Linked DNA regions of Mus musculus: all the other regions are linked to region 2. A link is a contact called in public HiChIP or PLAC-seq data. All regions are on one chromosome and are shown on one strand. Each heading gives the region's core, a stretch centred on a gene start, on an enhancer-like site or on the middle of the called end of the contact. The rest is flanking DNA. Distances are from core to core; before and after follow the strand shown.

What was found. HiChIP or PLAC-seq counts read pairs in DNA pulled down with a chosen protein or histone mark.
Region 1: an H3K4me3 HiChIP or PLAC-seq map of embryonic basal ganglia shows a contact between it and region 2, with 7 times the contacts expected there. The contact joins two enhancer-like sites. A contact is called at or near these places in 1 of 15 datasets of contacts at CTCF or cohesin (the NIH/3T3 cell line), 1 of 484 Hi-C or Micro-C datasets (the C10 cell line) and 2 of 115 datasets of contacts at active chromatin or transcription factors (embryonic basal ganglia and large pre-B cells).
Region 3: a contact with region 2 is called in an H3K4me3 HiChIP or PLAC-seq map of embryonic basal ganglia, with 8 times the contacts expected there. The contact joins two enhancer-like sites. A contact is called at or near these places in 1 of 15 datasets of contacts at CTCF or cohesin (the NIH/3T3 cell line), 1 of 484 Hi-C or Micro-C datasets (cortical neurons), 3 of 115 datasets of contacts at active chromatin or transcription factors (embryonic basal ganglia, embryonic fibroblasts and embryonic stem cells) and 1 of 9 other capture datasets (embryonic stem cells).

Annotation. Positions count from the first base shown.
Region 1 is chr3:123,644,321-123,647,083 of GRCm38.p6, reverse strand. The region is part of intron 1 of Ndst3 (N-deacetylase/N-sulfotransferase (heparan glucosaminyl) 3); the gene reads left to right. Among named protein-coding and RNA genes, the nearest start is that of Ndst3, 27 kb to the left of the region's middle. Within about 2 kb of position 1,318, at least 12 of the 459 cell types and tissues checked have an H3K27ac peak or open chromatin away from gene starts, as enhancers often do. A contact at or near this core is called in embryonic basal ganglia, where this site is marked.
Region 2 is chr3:124,273,811-124,276,510 of GRCm38.p6, reverse strand. No RefSeq gene overlaps it. Among named protein-coding and RNA genes, the nearest start is that of Tram1l1, 46 kb to the left of the region's middle. Within about 2 kb of position 1,405, at least 27 of the 459 cell types and tissues checked have an H3K27ac peak or open chromatin away from gene starts, as enhancers often do. A contact at or near this core is called in embryonic basal ganglia, where this site is marked.
Region 3 is chr3:123,554,169-123,556,868 of GRCm38.p6, reverse strand. It overlaps Ndst3 (N-deacetylase/N-sulfotransferase (heparan glucosaminyl) 3), which reads left to right. Exons shown (of 13, transcript NM_031186.3): 8 at 1-77. Among named protein-coding and RNA genes, the nearest start is that of Snhg8, 47 kb to the right of the region's middle. Within about 2 kb of position 1,413, at least 7 of the 459 cell types and tissues checked have an H3K27ac peak or open chromatin away from gene starts, as enhancers often do. A contact at or near this core is called in embryonic basal ganglia, where this site is marked.

The DNA of each region.
Region 1 (2,763 bases), core at 69-2,568, 630 kb after region 2:
AGTTCAAACAGCATCATACAGAAGCCAGGTGTGATGGTGGGACTTGTAGCCTAGAGCTTAGAAATAGGATGAGACCCTGAGCTCATCAGTGAGCCCTGGGTCCTAGTGAGAGACCTTGTTTCAACAAGGAAAGTTGGGTCAGCAAGTGAAAGTGAATATTGACAAGTCTAGCAACCTAAGCTTGATCCATGGAACCCTCATGAAAGGAGAAACAACTCCAAAAGGCTGCCTCCTGATCTCCACATGTTTCCTTGCACATACTTGCTGCTCTCGTGCAAACACATCATACACAACACACACACAAACAGTAATAAATAAAAGGAAGCATCATAACTGTTGCAGTGGTTTGAGGGGGAATGGCCCCCATAGGCTTCCATACATAAATACTTGGTCCCCAGTTAGTGGAAGGACTAAGAGTTGTGGCCTTGTTGGAAGAGATGTGTCACTAAAGGTGGCTCTGAGGTTTCAAAAATGCTGACAGATAGCATTTCCAGAGTCTCTGCTTCCTACTTCTGCCTCTGACAATGTGGAAAACACTACCTTTGGCCATTGGTAAGGTCTTGGGCTCTAGCACGTTGCTGAGTGACTGTCATTAATCTGACTTTTTCTTAGACAAGCAAAGAACTCTCTAGTTAGGTTCTAGATATTCATATCCAGTGAGAAAATGGAGGAGGCCATCTTTATGAAAGAGGTCCCAGGCCTTTCTTTCCCTTCCAGCAGTAGCAGGGGTCCTCTGCCCTCACCGTGTCTGCTGAAGGACAGCCATGCGCAGCCGGTCGGTACTCAGAGTGCTGTGACTATTTCTACCTGGACTGTAAGTGACATACCTCTGTCATCGTTTCCTTTAACACTGTGGAGTCACAGTATTGCAAACTCTAAGTCAATTAAATAGAAAGAGTCACACTTCCCTCTTTTTTTCTTCTTCTTTTCTTTTTCTACAAGAAAGCCACCTCAGGAAAGATACTTGGCCAGAGGGAAACATCTCAGTGTCCTGAGAACTGGGATCAGTCCAGGAAACTTCCATCTAGGAACCATGCTGCGCCTTGTCTTTCTGAATAGCCTCTTGGATTCTTGTTTGTTTTGATTTTAACCCCCAAACTGGGGTCCCTCCAAAACTGGCAGCCTCACTGGTTTGAACCTAGAACTGCACTGCAGGGTCAGACCTAATATGCCCAGACCGGAAATCACAGAGATCAGTGAATGCACTCAACTGATGTTTCTGGGCATCTACCTCATTTCCTCTGGACACTGTGCAGCTGAGGAAGCAAGCAGATCCCTGGCTCCGGAACCTCTTACGCTCAGTGGAAGCATAGTAACGTCTTCGAGGCTGGCCAGTCTGGTGAAGAAACAGATGTGCAGTAGAAGACACAGGATGCCTGCTGCTCGGGGCTATAGGGGTACCGGTGGACAGGTGTTAGGGCTTTTCCTTGTTTCAGAAAAAAAGTGTCTCTGGTAATGTACTGTATAAAGGAAGACATAAAAGATTCTGATATGACGGGGTCGGGGGTGGGCAGACAGGAAAAGCCAAAGCCTCGGTGTCCTTGTCCTAACTCCCTGGTGATGAGAAGGCCTGTGGATGAAGCTCCAGGAGAAGGATTGGCATCTAAATTACGTTGACTCCTGCAATTCACTCGAGGATGCCACTTGACAGTGTGAACAATTTCCCCGGAATTTTATTTTAAATTACGGTGAAATAACTTTATACATTTGTTCAGTTAAAGCATTAAAAAAAAAAAAGATCTTTCTTTAAAAAAAAAATCTCATTTTCTCCTCCAAACATCCTGTCACTGAGTGACAGATTTAATTTGATTATCCCAGCAACTAACAAAAGATATGACGTGTAGTAGACATCCGCTAAATGTGAGTCAATTAGCAGTGTGACTTAGAATCCTATGGTGCGACATTAATTCTCATGCAAGCACAGTGAGCAGACAAAAGGAGAAAGGAGCCTTCTTTTCTCCCTGCATCCTAATTTGAATATGTCTATGGGTTTTTTTCTTTTTAATGCTGATTTATTCTTCCCTCACCCAATTTTTTCATTAACTTCTTTAACATCTTCCCTTGCAATCAGTTTATAGAATTTCATTTGTTCTGTCCTCAGAAACTAGATCACAAGTCCTACCAGAATAATGTGAAAAATGAAGTGATTCAAAAATGACAGTGACCTTTCCTAAAACATAAATATGCCGGGGACCCCTATGCAAGAGTTACGGGAAGGATGGAAGGAGCTGACAGGGATGGCAACCCCATAGAAGGACCAACAGTATCAACTAATAGCACCCTCAGAGCTCCCAGGGACTAAGCCACCAGCCAAAGGGTATACATGGGCTGGTCTGTAGCCCCCAGCACATATGTAGCAGAGGACTGACTTGTCTGGCCTCAGTGATAGAGGATGCAATCTAATTGTGTAGAGACTTGATGCCACAGGGAAAAAGGATGCTTGTAGGTGAGATAAGGTGAGGATGGGTAGGTGGGTAGGGGCCACCCTCTCAGAGTCAAAGGAGAGGGGAGATGGGGTGAATAACTCTCAGAGGGGGACAAGAAAGGTGGTAACATTTGGAATGTAAATAAAAGAATTTAAAAGAAAGAAAGAAAGAAAGAAAGAAAGAAAGAAAGAAAGAAAGAAAGAAAGAAAGAAAGAAAGGAGGGAGGGAAGAAAGGAAGGAAGAAAGAGAGGAGGGAGGAAGGAAGGAAAGAAGGAAGGAAGGAAGGAAGGAAGGAAGGAAGGAAGGAAGGAAGGAAGGGAGGGAAAAAGAAATTTTG
Region 2 (2,700 bases), core at 156-2,655:
TCTGCTGTGCCGAAGCAAATTCCGTGCTAGCTGTAAGATTCCAGATAAAAATACGGTCATGGTTTGTAAAGAGGAAGAACAATAAAATTGTATTGGTACAGATATAGGTACATGACCAAATCTGACCAATTCCATGTTGAACGAAAGCAAATGTTTACTGAAACAAAGAGTATCGTGGACTCACACACCGAGGATGCAGTGAGTGGGAGCCTGTAGCGTTGGATCGGTGCTCAGAAAGACTTGAGCTGCCCAAGAATACAAAAACAAACAAACAAACAAACAAAAAAGACCCCCCCCAAAAAAAACAAAAAACCTAGTTAGGATTTTAAAGCTAGTACAGAAAAATTCTACCCACCGAACAGTAAACCTCTCCACAAATGTCCTCAATCAAAGTAAATGACACGGGGTGTTTGCGACTCACTTTTCCAGTGTGGGCACGCGGTTCTCACTGAATGGCAGCTTCCCAGTGTGAAATCAAAGAGAAAATATGCTGAGCGACGTGACCCAAACTCAGAAAGACAAAAATACCCATGTTCTCTCCCGTATTCACACCCAAGCCTTTAATGTCTACTTGTATATATGTAAACAGATGTGTGTGTGTGTGTGGGGGGGGGGGGTAAATTCCAAATTCTAGAAAGAAAACCTCAAAACGGTAACATGAGTTGGTCAGGAATGATGGAGAATAAGCTAAAAAGTTGGGGTGGGAGGGGGGTGGCGGGGATTGCTACACGGAGAGAACAGGCTGTTTCGAGAGAGGCAGACAGAGAATCACAAAAACACATGCTACCTGAAAATGTCCTGCCTAGTACACTATATCCTATCTAATACATTATACACTGATTTAAGGAAATGTAAAAATACATATTTTAAAAATTGCTCTGCAGGGTTCCCAATGAAGGAACTACAGGAAGGACCCAAGGGGCTGAAGGGGTTTTGCAGTCCCATAGGAGGAACAACACTATGAACCAACCAGTACCCCCAGAGCTCCCTAGGACTAAACCACCAACCAAAGAGCACACATGGAGGGACCCATGGCTCCAGCTGCATATGTAGCAGAGGATGGCCTAGTCGGTCATCAATGGGAGGAGAGGTCCTTGGTCCTGTGAAGGCTCAATGCCCCAGTGTAGGGGAATGCCAGGGCCAGGAAGTGGGAGTGGGTTTGGAGGTGAGCAAGGGGAGTGGGATGGGATAGGGATTTTCGGAAGGGAAATCAGGAAAGGGAAAAACATTTGAAATGTAAATAAAGAAAATATCTAAAAACAAACAAACAAACAAACAAACACAAAAACCAAAGGTTTCATTTTTTGTGCCGTTCTCCTGTTCGGTCGCATGGGGGCAATGTAGCTCCAGGAACCGCATTTGCAATCGCGGCTGGAAACCCCAGGGAAACAGGAGCTGGTTTTAAAGCAGAAAATGCTTCCGCAGAATTCTCAGATCACACAGAGAGGATTTTGATGCTGCGGGACCTTCTAACTCAGAAGGAAGCTTCCAATCTAATATTCTGCTTTCTACGATCCGCACAGGGGGTAGATGAAGGCAGTTTTGACGACCCTTAATTCATCTTCATAAAAATCTATCTTCATAAAATACTAACTCCGCAAAAATCCCAAAATGAAAGACCGGAGAGACATTCAATAATTCAGAAGAAATAGACATATCATTAAAGTTCCACTTCATAATATACTAAGAACATCCTGAAATGGAAATAAACTGAAAAGTATGTTAGTGATTTCATATTAAATTATGAAAGATAATAGAAAATATTAAATAAATTCTGACAAATAAATTAAAGAGCCCTTAAAATAAATGAAATAAAGTGAATATTTTATCATCAATCTCTGTTAAGAAGAAGAGTATCAAGCGTATTTTTTTTTAAACTCAAAGAAATATGTTAGAAGTTGGTAAGTTAAAATGTAAACTATATCTGTCCATAGTCTTAAGACGGGTATTTTGGGTCTTATACAATTTTTTGAGAATCAGAGACAAAGAAAATATCCTATCCATACACAGCAGTGTACTACAGTTTTAATATTGTGAACACAATGCATGACAACTTAAGGACGGAAGGGTCTAGTTTGGCTCACAGTCTGAGGGTCCAGTGCACCACCAGGGCAAACATGGCGCAGAAATACAAGGCAGCGGTCGGTCTCACTGCATCTGCAGTCACAAAACAGGGCGCAGGGACCACTGTTACTCAGCTTTCTACCTTTCACTCACTGGAGGATTCTAGCCTATGGCATTGTGGGTCTTGCCTGTAGTGAGGATAGTTCTGCTCGCCCAATCTACAAACCCCTTATGCACACTCACAGTTTTGTTTTCCTGGTGATTCTGGGTCCTGTCACTTCAATAATCAGCATTAAGAATTACAAGCAGAAAAGTATAGAGAAATTAAAAGTCCATTGCTGATTTGGAGCCAGAGAGCGGGCTTAGTGGGGCAAAGTACTTTCTGGGCAAACTCGACAACCTGAAATCAGAGCCCAGCACCTATGTAAGAAGGTAAATGCTACAGTGTTCATCTACAGGCAGTCACAGAAACAAGAGAGACCTTGCCTCTAACAGGGTGGAAAGTGAAAAGTGACACCCTGAATCCATACTCTGCTGTGCACATCCACACTGTAGTATGCATATCACACACACATGAATGGATATATATATATATATATATATATATATATATATATATATATATATATATATGTT
Region 3 (2,700 bases), core at 164-2,663, 720 kb after region 2:
AGTAACTCCCCCAGCCCAAAATCCTTTGAGGAGGTACAGTTCTTTAATAGAAATAACTACCACAGGGGGATTGATTGGTAAGATGGGTTATTAGTATAAATCTAAAACTATATGTACCATGCACAGTATAAACTTAGTGCTAATATTTAGAAACACCGAAGTTTGTGACTACAGATAACATTCATGCCACACATATTACAAACTGACTGAACAGCAAAAAAAAAGCACAAAAGTCATTCATACCAAGGCTCTCCAGTTAATAGGAGGGCTTCTTGCCTTGGGAGAGCCACATGTTGGTTGGTGTTAATTATCCTTGAAGGGAACTGCAGATGTGCATTCAGAGAACAAGTGTAAGCCCCAGGAATGTCACTCTGCCCTTGTGCACCTTTGATGGAGTGATGCTGTGGTCTGAATACATCGTTCTCTGTCATGTTTTGATGAAATCAGCAAGAAGTAACTAGAAATGGAAATGGATGTTTATTTCATGAATTATGAAAGCTATAAAACAATTTAAAGTTATAAATTAAAAAAACTATTTTTTTACCTTTGAGTTAAAATGAAAATATGATGTTAAGTATCTGAAGAAAATGGTTAAAATCAGAAGAAGTAATATAGATTATATGTATAACGTAACGTAATATTCTACAATATAGTAATAAAGCCTCTGTGGTCAGGCTTGTTGCATGATGTCATTTTCTAAAGATCAACTCTACTGGGAGGTCCCTGTGGTTAATCTATAGGAAGACTAATGGGTGAGTATCACTTGAGCATCTATAGAAGCTGTATTCTAATTGTCCCACAGTTCATGGCCAATTCGTCTACACAGTGCTGGGTATTATTAACTAGTTGTGCAGTGTTAAATAAGCTAGCAACTACTTCAACCTCTGTCACCACGTTCTCAAGTAGAACAGAACATCAACATTGGGACAAAATGAGAAGAAGGGAGGAAACCTTCTTTAGAAGTAAATCCTAGCAAAATCTTGGCATTCCTGCAACTTAAAAATAATCCGTTTTTTTCATCAATTATATCAACAAAGCCCTTCTGATCATAAATGTGTCAATACTGTAATAAAAAGTAAAAATTCTCCAAACAGTGTACAAGAAGGTGACACAAATAACTAAATATAACTCAGGGTCAGGGTTGTAGCTCGGTGGAAGAGTGACGCCTAGTATATGCAGGGCCTGGGTTCAGTCCTCGGCACCGCAAACCATGAGTAAATAAATGGGAAAAGGCAAAATGCCTCATAGATCTGAATACAGCTCACCAAAAGCATCCCTCAGATACTTTTGATTGACAAATTACACATTATAAAAGGCAATTTATGCAAATAATAGATAATGGTAACTGTTGAGTCATTTTGTAACTGTAATTACAGCTTTGTTCTCAGCAGCATCCAATGTGTCCTCCGGCAGACTGCCATGCCTCCCTGGGAAACATCACCCCATCAGCTGTGCTTTGAGGATGTTGATTCCACAGGGCTGAAGACCATGTGCCTCATAGTTCGGGGGCCATTTTAACAATTTGCTTACACACAATTAATCTAGGTGCATGGATCTGCTTTTGTTTTAGGACTGCCTTAACTGATAAGCAGTCTAAGTGTATGAATAGGGTACAAACAAATTAGACCAAATGAAACCTTTTGAATGCCATCTTAGACAAAGTAGCCAAAGCCGATATTGAAAATGTCTCAGGAGAACATCTGACTTAATCCTGATTATATGTTTTATGCTTTATGATTTATGATTTAACATTCTTTTCTAATGCCTAGGATGTAGAGGAGAGCTAGAATCATGTGTAGACAGTCATAGAGCCCTGTTATCTTTTGGAACTTGGACAGTTATAATCTGGCTTTGAGTACAATCAACTGAAAATTCTCAGGATCAGAGCTGGGCAAAGGTGTCTCACTGTGAAAGGAACTTGTTAGAGATGGAAGGAGAGAGGACCTGAGGGCATGCTGGCCCATAGTCTAGCTTAAATGACCAGCTACCTGTTCTATGAAGGAATGTCTCCAAAAAAATTAATATGGAGAAAATAATAAAGAAGACACCAGCATCATTCTCTGATTTCCACATATGCATGAAGGGTTAAGCACACACATGCATGCACGCGTGCGCGCACACACATACACACACACATGCACACACACACACATGCACACACATACACACAGTGCATGCACATATATCACATGCAGACAAGAAAAAAACTGAAGAAACTAGAAGCTATTCAGTGACAATGCAAACCACAAATAAATATGGAGTACTACAAAAAGTAGATTTTTTTTAAATTATTTTTTTCTGCTGAATTCTTAGGCTTTTCAGAAGCCTGTGGCTTGAGGGAGCTGCATTCATATATAATCCCTAAAATTAAGTCACTGTAATATGCTTGCTGATTCTTTGTCTGTCCTAAATACTTAATCTCCAAGAGTGATCTTACCTGGTGAAACTTCAGGTCCTGTTCTGGAAATGTGGAGCAGAATCTCTTACATTTATTAGTTTGCAAATCAAATATCTCTCAAGTTATCTGCATTCTCCAACTCCTAGAGAATATGAAAATATGGTCAAACAAGAGCCCATTTTCTGTGCGAGTCTCTGAGACTAGAGAAAATCAGCAGCATAGATCTAATATCCCAGAGGACTGTAAGGGCTTTTCAAAGCCTGAACTGTTACACGTATAAAAGACAGATGGGAAAGTGGGTG